Regions from separate parts of the Mus musculus genome. Here region 2 is linked to region 1. The links are chromatin contacts, called in public Micro-C maps. All regions are on one chromosome and are shown on one strand. Each heading gives the region's core, a stretch centred on a gene start, on an enhancer-like site or on the middle of the called end of the contact. The rest is flanking DNA. Distances are from core to core; before and after follow the strand shown.

Region 1 (5,282 bases), core at 2,742-5,241:
CAGAACTGACATGGTGGCTCAGCCTAAGTCAGTTAAAAAATTAAAACTTTAACCTATCATTACTAAGAATCAGGCATTCTAAAAGTGGGTGATGCTTTCAGATAACTTGGGAATCACAATGTTATATTTGTCCCATAAAAAAAAGCCTTATATTAAGATAATTCCATCTTAAGGTTTTCCTTGAGGATTCCACTAACTTCTTACCAACTATAGACAAAATATCATATTAACAGTTACAAATACCTAACTCCAAGTCCATCTATCTCTTTCTTTCCTTCCTTCCTTTTCTTTCTTTCTTCCTTCATTTCTTTCTTTCCTTTTCTTTCTCTCTCTCTCTCTTTCTTTCTTTCTAAACAGGGTTTCTCTGTGTAGCCCTGGCTGTCCTGGAACTCACTCTGTAGACCAGGCTGGCCTCCAACTCAGAAATCCGCCTGCCTCTGCCTCCCTCGTGCTAGGATCAAAGGTGTGCACCACCACTGCCTGGCCCATCTATCTGTAAATAGCCTCTTGACAACATTCTTCTCATTATAGAGAAGGAAAAGCCACATCTGTCATCCTTCTGTCCTGTTCATTACTTACTCCTCGCTGTTTAAGGGTCTGTCTTTGCCTCTAGAGGTTCTTGGAAAACAAATGGAATGAGAGAAAAGGTTCAGAACTGTTATGAAGCTATAAAAAAGCAGTCAATATAACCAAGGTTGTTTCCTCCAGATCTTATCTCATCCCATCTTCCTGTTCTCAATTTGCTGTCTATAGAGCACTGCTTTTTAAATGTCCAAACCATTCCTCAGTATATTCCTTCTGTAGTATCCATAATTAATTACAGAATTACAATGTTTTTAAAAGGTTTATGTTCATGTGTACTAGTATTCTGCCTGAATGTAAGTACATGCACTCTGCATTCTTGGTGTCTGTGGAGGCCAGAAGAGGGTACTAAATCCCCTAAAACTGTAGTTACAGAAGGATGTAAGCCACCATATGAGTGCTGGGAACCAAACTTAAAACGTCTGCAAGAGCAACAAGACCTTTTATCAGCAGAACCATCCTCAAACCCTTGGCTGTTTTCTTTGTTTCAAGTTACGGTTTCCAATACACAGATTTTCTAGATACTGTTTTTATCTTCTCTTTAACTACCTAGGCAACGATATTTCCTTATGATTCCACATTCTTTAAATTCCTCAGAACCACTAGGTAGTTAAACTGGGCATGGTGGTGTACATAATTAACTATATGTGTCCTTAGGGAATAGAAGTCTAAGACCAGTCTAGACTCTTGTTGAAAACTAGGGGCTAGACAAAGGTCAATAATAGATTCCTAGCACTGAGAGAGGAAAAAAAGGAAAAAGTCCCACTGGTTAATAATGGGATTGAGACTTAGCACAGTAGAAGATGGCTTCCCTTTTATGTAGAAGTACTAGGTTCATTTCCCAGAACCAGGAACACACAAACAGAAACAGAATACACAGAATATAGTTATGTTATTACCAAATTACAGAAACCTCAAAACTAGTAATGTGGTTATGTGTAAGCATTAAAATTAAAAACTCTTTAACTTAAAATGTTTTAGACTAAATCATAAGTCAACTATGGATAGAAATTAATTAAAGTAAGCTATTTTAGAATCTTCTGGAGAACAAAGTTCAAATTCCAGTTATACCAAAAATAAATAAATAAAAAGAAAAAAAAATCACACCAGCTTACATAAAGGTTTAACTAATAATAAAGTCAACTGTTATCTCTACCATGGTCACTGGCCGGCTATTCTGGGCCTCAGCAATGTTCATCTCTACTGTTCCTAGTTTGCACAGACAGTCTTTATTTGCAGTAGGTCCTCAGAATCCTGCCACTTAGCCAATTCCAGAATGCTTATATTAAATACTCTTCCCATTCAGTAGATGGGTAAATGGGGACTACTTGTGAAATAAAGGTGGAAAAAGATTGAAAAGCAAGAAAACATTCACCAAAACACAAAAGAAAAAATGTGAACCATATGACCCACATTTTAAAATGTATACTTCTGTGTCAGGCAAATGTCCATGGATCTTTAATTCAGAAATTTTGTGATTCTATCGGTTGCTTTTTTCCTATTCACTAAAGAGTACTGATCAATATGACTGTGTTAATAGGCTGACATAAGGAATACTTGAAAGAAGCACACTTTAATAAAACAGAAAACATACTTAGGTATCTATCATATAAGTTCCCAGTAAAATTTAAAAAGCCAGCTGTAGTGGCACATGCTTGTAATATTAGCACTCGGGAGGGTGAAGCAGGACTGTGTCTCAAGCTGGATATATAGAGCCTTTTAAAAATCCTGTAAACAGAATTCAGAAAAAATTCAAAAGCAAGCAGAAGGACAAACATCAAATGGTTTCTCTTCTAGAAAGAATCTGGAAGGAAAAGAAAAATGTGTGTGTGAACTGTTTAAAGGAAGACGACTAGGAGGTAGATGTAGAGAACAAGGCTGTGTTATGGAAGTGATTGTGAGCAAAGTATGAAAATCTCATAATGGAATCCAATATTGTGTTAATTTGAAAGGGAAATGAAGTAAAATATCTTGTGCATCATTAAAAGTAAAAAATGTATGCAAACAAATGAGAGCTCCCATCTGATGTTTCATCAAAAGCATTCATAAGCATAAAATAAACCTAACAGTATAATAGTTTTAAGTACACTACCTGAAAGGGTAACGATTCCCCTGGGTTGAGGCTGAAACCGCAAGTATTTGTTACAAAAGTCAGCAGATTCAAGAGCCAAAAATAAAACATTGCCCAAAAAGTAGCCAGCTGTTTGGCCCACAGAATTGCATGTCGAAGCATAGCCCACGTTTTCCCGGGATAACATAGTTAATGCCCAACCATCCACAGCGATGTCCTGTGTGGCAGCCAGGAATTCAAACAAGAAGAATGTCACAGTGAGAGCAACTACATCCGGTGTTCTGCCATCAATATTTCCGAGCAAACGGTCCACTTGAGTGGATAAATATATCATGAAGATTCCTAGTGTATACTGAGTAGGGACAAGCCAGGACTTGCGACGACCAAAGTTCTTAAAGTAGACGGCATCAACCAAGGGAGCCCAGAGCAACTTAAGACTGAATGGCCAGAAGACAAAACTGAAGAAAGCCTGATCTGTATAGCTAACATTTTTGCTTTGCAAAATGAGGGGGATGCTCCCCGCCAGGCCTAAGGGAATGCCCTGAAGCACGTAAAGAAAGAGTAGTAACAAAATGCTACTTAGTTCGGATCTATAGCTCCGCGGGGCTTTAGGTAAGTCACCAGGGCCGGCATCACCTAGAAGAACTTCCCGGTCCCCCTCCCCGCCCACCGAGTCTCGGCGACTGTCATCCCAGCCGCCCGGTGGCAGCGGGCCACTCTTCATATCCAGAGCGTGGCTAAACATGCCTGACCGCCGCTGCCGACTGCTGTCCTTGTGGGAGATGGTCGGTGACATATCAGAGACGACGCAGAGCCCGGTGTGTGGGGGCCTGAGGCTGGCGTTTTGATCAGTCTAGTCCCAGGTCCAAGGCAGTCTCTCTGGACCCGGGTCACGGTGGTTCAACGCCGGGAGGGCGGACGCGGAGAGACTGGTCGCTGTTTTGCAGCAGGGAGCCAGATCCCTGGCAGGTGGCCCAGGCGAAGCCTGGGTCGCTGCCCACAGGAGCGACTTCAGGGAGCCGGCAAGAGCTCCCCGTGCAGCCGCACCCGGCTTGAGGCTGGCGGAGCGTGCCGTGGCGCTGCGACGGAGTCTGGCTCTTAACTGCAGCGGGGACTCGAACGCTCTCTTGCCCGTCCACCAGCTGACACTGCAGCGGGCACCCTCCTCAGTAGACACCAGAGGTAAAGGATAACTTCCTGCCTCGCGCTTCGGGAAGTGGTTCCCTGCCAAAATGGGTTCCGTGCCTCCCGACGGAGCCAGCGAATCAGAACAAGTTCCGGTGGCGGCGACCGCGAGCAACGTTTGCTAGGAACCATTAATTCCCTCGATTCTAACCCCGAGGGAGGAATAACGCCAGCGTACCGAGCGTCCAGGACGGAACGTCTTAACAAACCCGGTTCCGTTTGCGCATGCGCTTGCATGGAACTCGTGTGCCTCGGCCATTGGGCCCTCGTCGCCACGTGAGCGCGGGTTTTCTGGATTGGCCTAGGCCTTGGTGATAACATTGCACAAGGTCTGTAGGCGAGTTTGTACTTATTTAATTCAGTACATAACTTCCAGGCTTGTAGTTGGGTAATAATGCTGCTTTGTGAACCTGCAGTTACTAAGCTTTGGTGTCAGGTTGTGGGTCCTTTATGCCCGACTAAATGGAAACACTCCTACCTAATACACAGAACGAATAAGGCTGTCCATTTCCCCCAATGTCAAGGAAGAAATGTAGGGGAACGCTAGATACACAGAGTGAAGGAGGTAAATTTCAGTCTGCTGCATCTTATTTTTTTGCCAATGGAAACGTCTCGAAACCACCTTTCTCCTTTCATGTCATCCATGGTTATGCATTTTAAGTGCATAACGACGCACTTCTTCGAGTTTTGGTGAATCGTTGGAAGCTCTTAGAGCTTGAAATGTTGAGATACTAGATTTAGTATTTCAGTGATAACAAAGAAATAAGTTTTCCAAGAATTTTATTGGATTCATAATTGGCCAGTTTTTCAAATGCCATTTCAAGTGTAATAGTACATGCTTTCTTCATTAAAAACAAAAACAAACCATAAATTCCCTTGTGGATTTGCTGCCTTCCCACTTTTCTGATTTCTACAGCTTATTAACCACTTAGCTAATTTCCCATGTTCTCTTCTCATTTCTCCCTGGGTCCTTCCTTTTCCTCTCCTCCCCCTTCTCTCCAGCTCTTGTATGGTCATAGAAATGTGAGACTTTGCTTATTATTATTATTATTATTATTATTATTATTCGTCTTTCATTTTCATTGTATTGATACTGAGTCCTGGGTTACATAAGCTAGCATATGTACCCAGGCTGGTCTCAAACTTATGGCCATACTCCTGCCTTAACTTCTAGAGTCCTAGGATTCTATACATGAGCCACCACACCTAGTCTGATATACTTCAATGAAAGAACACAGTGACCATGAAGTCTTCTAATCTTTGTTAAAGAGAGGAACAGAGTTGGTTGTGGTGGTGCATGCTTGTAATCCAGACTAGTCTATAAAACGAGTTCCTGGCCATCCATGGATATATAGCAAGTCTCTGTCTCAAAAATTGGAGTGGAAAACAGTTTATAGTGTTATCTATGTGAGACCAAAAGTCTCTATTTTTTTCAACAGGATCT
Region 2 (5,437 bases), core at 612-3,111, 270 kb after region 1:
TGTACTGGGGCACATAAAGTTTGCAAGACCAAGGGGCCTCTCTTCCCAATGATGGTTGACTGTTGGAGACTGACACTGAGTCATAAGCCAAAGTTCCCCTCCCTTCTTGAGAAACTTACGACCTTTTGGAACGACAGCTGACAGAACATCAAGATCAGATAATAGTAACTGCAAACTTTCCGGGGTGTTGTGTCCGGCCAGCAGACCACAACCTGGGTTCTAGCCTGGAAAGGCATTTTGGAAACCTGGAAGAGAAGAGGGGCTAGGTGGCGAGAGAAAAGAATGTAGCCAAGACAGTCACTCTGATCAAGGCTCAAATTTTATTGTTGCGACACTAGTTATGAAGGAAGGGGGAGGGGACCCGATTCCCGCCGAATAATCTCTGGTCCAGTAGAAAGGTGCACGTGTGTGGCTCCGCAGGTTCCAGCAGTGGGCGTGGCAGAACGAATGAGCAGGAAGCTCCACCCCGAGCAAGCAGGTTTCAGGCTAGGGGAGGGGAGACTACACCGGGGGAAAAAAACCACAGGATGTTCCCTGAGCTAAGAATCGATATCGTGCTCCCAGGCAGTTATGCAGAACCACGTCCACCCTCAGGCTGAGGCAAGGGCAAGTTTCTCCCTCTTTACTTCCTCCTTCTTACTGCTTTTATTCTGTAACCTTGCTCGCAATAAACAGACCTTGATAGGATCATTTACTTGGTCTCCTCCTTCTTTCCCGCCCATTTTTCTTTCAGGCAAGGTCTCCCTCAGATAACTGGGTCCCACGGGTGGACAAGTGGAGCCCAACATGGGGCCCGAGGTACGGAGCCCATTTTCCTGAGAAGGTTGCCTCGAGGAAGTCGTTTTGAGGAGCGCTCTCACCCCTCATAAGAGAAAGTCATCCTCCTTAGTAAGTTAACATTTCTCTGTCCTATAGAAATGGGCCAAAACCTTTCTAAAGAGCCATGCTTCATTAAGGATCTCAAAAGCCTGTCTCAGGGAAAGAGGAGTTAGAGTTAAAAAGAAAGATTTGACAAAATTTTTTTATCTTTGTCTCCCAAGTCTGTCCATGGTTCATAATAGATGGACCAGAGATTCATCCCTTTAAATGAGAAAAGATAGGATGTGATCTTAATGATCTTTTAAATAAAGAAGGACCAGATGCAGTGCCTACTCAGACCTTTAGTTATTGGGGTCTTATTAGAGATATCATTAAGCCATCCTCGGCTGAGTCAGGCAAGATTGTTTCATTGGCTGATGATTTCCTTAAACAAATTTCTCGCTTGGCCTCTATGTTCTCTGTAAAGATTGCAGACCCACAGTTGCCACAACCTCCCTCACCATGCCCCTCCGTTATTATCAATTTATGTCTTCCTCAGAGGACCCAGCTGTTCCCCGTGTTAACCCGCCAGAGCACCAAAGAGGCTTCCTTCTCAGAGGAGGACCCCGCTGCTGATACAGAAAATGGCAACGAGGATGAAAAAGCAAGCGAGAGTGAAACTGAAAATGCGACCTCGGCCGCAGCTCCCGAAGCCCCGTCTGGAGAAATGACTGAGTATAAAAGATTAAAGTTTAAGCCTCTTAAGGATCTTAATACTGCAGTCAAAAATTATGCTCCTAATGCACCCTTTACTGTTTCCATGCTTGAAGCCCTCTCCGGAGGGGGATCCCTTACTCTCAGAGTGGTTTAGTAACTAGTTTCCCAGGTAGTTTTGACTCCTGGACAGTTTTTGTTTTGGAAAGCTGATTTTCTAGATAGGTGCCAATCTCTCGCAAGGCAGAACCAGAGAGATCCCAAAGCGCCTGCGGCTGAGTGGACTCTTGATAAATTCATTGGACAGGGGAAATATGTGTCTGAGAAGCGCCAACTTAAATTCCCCACCTGACTCCTGTCGCATGTTAATGTGGCTGCCCTTGGGGCATGGCGGCCGTCCCTTCAAAGAGCTCTATGACTACCCCATTGACCAAAATTATTCAGGGAGCTCAGGAGCCTTACAATGAGTTTGTGGGGAGAATCTTAGAAACTGCTGAAAAGGTCCTGGGCCCTGAGGAAAATAATAGCAAGTTTATAAAACAGTTGGCCTATGAGAATGCCAATTCTGCCTGTAAGGCTGTTCTTCCAGGCCAGACCAAAAATAAGACTCTTGATGATTTCATGAGACTTTGCAGTGACATAGATACCTTCACTCATAGGATCTTGTTGGGAGCCATTAAGACAGCACAATTGTCCTGATCTCTGAATTGGTCCTCTCCCCCCCCCGAGAAGAAAAGGAGGTCAAGAGTGGGCCACCGACACACCGTTCCAAGAACAACCACAGAATGTTCCAACCCTAAGTCAGCGCCAGATGTCCTGATCACACCCTGATACCACCAAGTTCCTGCTTCCCCATGTAACTGCCTAAAGAATGTGCAATTCTATTGCCCACACCTCCCGCTGATAATTACCTGTACTTCCCCTTTTGCTTGTGCAATTCTACTGCCCCACCCCTCCTGCTGAAAGGCACTTCCCCTTTTGCTTGTACATTTAAACCTTGGGCCTGGCTAATACATTGGAACCTTGATGTTACTCAGAATGTTTCCGTGTTGTTCTTCACACAAAATTCACATCTCTCTCTACCCCCCAATTTGGTTCTTAGGAGAAGGTCCCCTTGAGACCCTCGAATAACTGGACATGCCGGATGGGTCAGGATCTCACAGAGCCTTTTTCAGAGTGTGAATTTGGTTGTGGGGGCTGCCTTGTAAGCTGTTGTCCCTTCTAAAAGTTGTTATAAACATGGACAGCATGAATATTTTGCCAAGCAGTGCCCCCCGACACAGGGCATGCCGAGCCCTCTGCCTTAGCCTCTGGGGCCAACACTTTCTGTACCTGCCAAGGTGTGCCCCTGATGTAAGAGAGGCAAACATTGGGCTAATCAGTGCTGCTCCAAGACGGGTGCCATGGGTAATCCTTTGCCACCCCTTCAGGGAAACGGCTTAAGGGGCCAGCCCCAGGCCCTGAGACCCATCCATTTCCGACTGGCCTTGGGGACCAGCCAGCAGACAATAATGTCTTAGCCTGTGACTGCTCCACTCAGTTCTTCAGAGCAACCCCTGGGAGAGCAGAACTGGTTCTGTGTACCTCCACCAGTACAATTTTAAAACCTGAAAGTGCTGTTCAGGCCTTACCTACTGGTGTCTTTGGTCCTCCTCCCTCTTAATATGTTTTTTTCTCATTCTGGGATGCGCCTCATCCACCATCAAGGGCCTAATTGTTCACCCTTCCCTGGTTGATAATGACTTTATAGGAGAAATTAAGATTTTAGCTAGTTCCAGCTCAAGGCCGATCTTACTCCCTCAAGGACAGTGGGTTGCACTGGCTTTGCCCCTCCCATTGAACACCCAGAACCTGGTTATTGGGAGGCATTGGGGGACCTCTCAGTCAGGGTCATCAGATCTTTTCTGGGTCCAGATTGTATCTAGAGAACGTCCTACGCTATGCTTTAAGTTAGAGGGGCGATGGTTTGAGGGCATTATGGATGTGGGGCTGATGCCACCATCTTTGCAAAAAATTCCTGGTCCTCTGCTTGGCCACTTCAACCTTCCCTTACACATTTACAGGGCATTGGCTAGTTCAAAACTACCTTACAGAGTTCTAAAATTTTGACATGGGAAGATTCAGAAGGGAATTCTGGCACAGTGCAGCCTTTTGTTGTTGAATCCCTGCCGGTTAATTTGTGGGGAAGAGATATTCTCTCTCAGATGAGAGTAATTATGTGTAGTTCAAATGAGATTGTAACCCAACAGATGTTGTCCCAAGGCTTTTTGCCAGGACAAGGTCTAGGAAAGGAGGGCCAAGGCATGCCTACACCCATAAGCGTTTCACATAAGAGTGATCAAACTGGGCTAGGGTATCAAAGTTTTTCTTGAGGGCCATTGCTTCCCCTGTGCTCCAGGCTGATAAAATCACTTGGAAGAGTGACAATCCTATCCGAATTGACCAATGGTCCCTTTCTTCCCAAAAGTTATCAGCGGTCCTAGAGTTAGTGCAGGAACAGCTGGCCGCTGGGCATATTGAGCCCTCCACATCCCCTTGGAATACACCCATATTTGTCATACAGAAAAGATCAGGAAAATGGCACCTATTACAAGATTTACGCGCCATTAACAAAACTATGGTTCCCATGGGGGCATTGCTACCTGGCCTGCCATCCCCCATTGTCATCCCTAAGAATGATTCTAAAATTGTTATAGATCTTTTTTTTTTTTTTTTTTTTAATTTAAATTATTTTATTTATTTACATTCTAGTCGTTGCCTCCCCATCCCTCCCACCCCCCCAAGCAAAGTTCCTCATCCCATTCCTCCTCTCCCTTGCCTCCGAGAGGGTGCTCTTCCCCCACCAAAGGCCTCCCCCTTCCCTGGAGCCTCAAGTCTCTCGAGGATTAAGCTCATCTTCTCCCACTGAGGCCAGACCAGGTAGACTTCTGCTACATATGTGCCAAGGGGCTTGGACCAGCCTATGTATGTTCCTGGTTGGTGGCTCAGTCTCTGGGAGCTCCCTGGGGTCTGACTTAGTTGAGTCTGCTGGTCTTCCTATGGGGCTGCTCTCCCGTTCAGCTTCTTCGATCTTCCCCTAATTCAAGCATAGGGATCCCCGACTTCAGCCCAATGGTTGGGTGTAAGCATCTGTGTCTGTCTCAGTCAGCTGCTGGTAGAGCCTCTCTGAGGACAGCTATGCCAGGCTCCCCTCTGAAAGCATATCATAGTATAGTAATGTCAGGCCTTGGTGTCCCCCATGAGATGGATCCCAAGTTGGGCTGGTGACTGGACAGCCTTTCCTTCAGTCTCTTCTCCATTTTTGTCCCTGCAGTTCTTTTAGACAGGAACAGTTCTGGGTCAGGAATTTTGAATACAGGGTTAGTAACCCTGCCCCTCCACTTGAGGCCCTGTCTATCTACTGGAGGTGGACTCTTCCAGTTCCCTTTCCCCAGCGTTGGGTGTTTTGGCTAAGGTTAGCCCCAATGAGTCTTGAGTCACCTCCTGGGTCTCTGGTACTCTCTAGAGGGTCCCTCACCTCCCATTCCCCGAGGCTGCTAATTTTCATTTATTCTCTTGGCCCTCTGGGCTTCTCTCCTGTCCCCCCAACCCCATATTTGATCCTGTTTCCCTTTTCTCCTCCTCCTATCTCCTAACCAGGTCTTTCCCCTGCCTTGCATGGTTATTTTTCCCCCTTCTAAGTGGGACTGAAGCATCCTCAGTTGGGCATTCCTGCTTGTTACACTTCTTATGTCTATGAGTTGTATCTTGGGTATTCTGTATTTTTGTGCTAATATCCACTTATCAATGAGTACATACCATGTTTGTCCTTTTGGGTCTGAGTTACCTCACTCAGAATGATATTTTTCTAGTTCCACCCATTTGCCTGAAAAATGTATGATGTCCTTGTTTTAAATAGTTAAATAGTATTCCATTGGTAAATAAA

The links. Hi-C and Micro-C count contacts between places; a contact is called where the count stands out from the background.
Region 2: a contact with region 1 is called in a Micro-C map of the G1E-ER4 cell line, with 5 times the contacts expected there. The contact joins the enhancer-like site here to the promoter of Slc33a1 in region 1. A contact is called at or near these places in 4 of 39 promoter capture datasets (HPC-7-derived erythroid cells, embryonic stem cells, liver and 1 more), 2 of 15 datasets of contacts at CTCF or cohesin (pro-B cells and stem cell-derived epiblast-like cells), 13 of 484 Hi-C or Micro-C datasets (the G1E-ER4 cell line, the HL-1 cell line, embryonic stem cells and 2 more) and 3 of 115 datasets of contacts at active chromatin or transcription factors (embryonic stem cells and epiblast stem cells).

Annotation. Positions count from the first base shown.
Region 1 is chr3:63,960,742-63,966,023 of GRCm38.p6, forward strand. Slc33a1 (solute carrier family 33 (acetyl-CoA transporter), member 1) reads right to left here and starts at 3,992. Exons shown (of 6, transcript NM_015728.5): 1 at 2,675-3,992. The coding sequence starts at 3,449. It also overlaps a transcript of Gmps not described here.
Region 2 is chr3:64,233,265-64,238,701 of GRCm38.p6, forward strand. It overlaps Gm34462 (a long non-coding RNA gene), which reads left to right. Exons shown (of 3, transcript XR_375709.3): 1 at 1-888; 2 at 1,358-1,533; 3 at 2,172-2,196. Among named protein-coding and RNA genes, the nearest start is that of Gm34462, 4.8 kb to the left of the region's middle. Within about 2 kb of position 1,862, at least 24 of the 459 cell types and tissues checked have an H3K27ac peak or open chromatin away from gene starts, as enhancers often do. A contact at or near this core is called in the G1E-ER4 cell line, where this site is marked.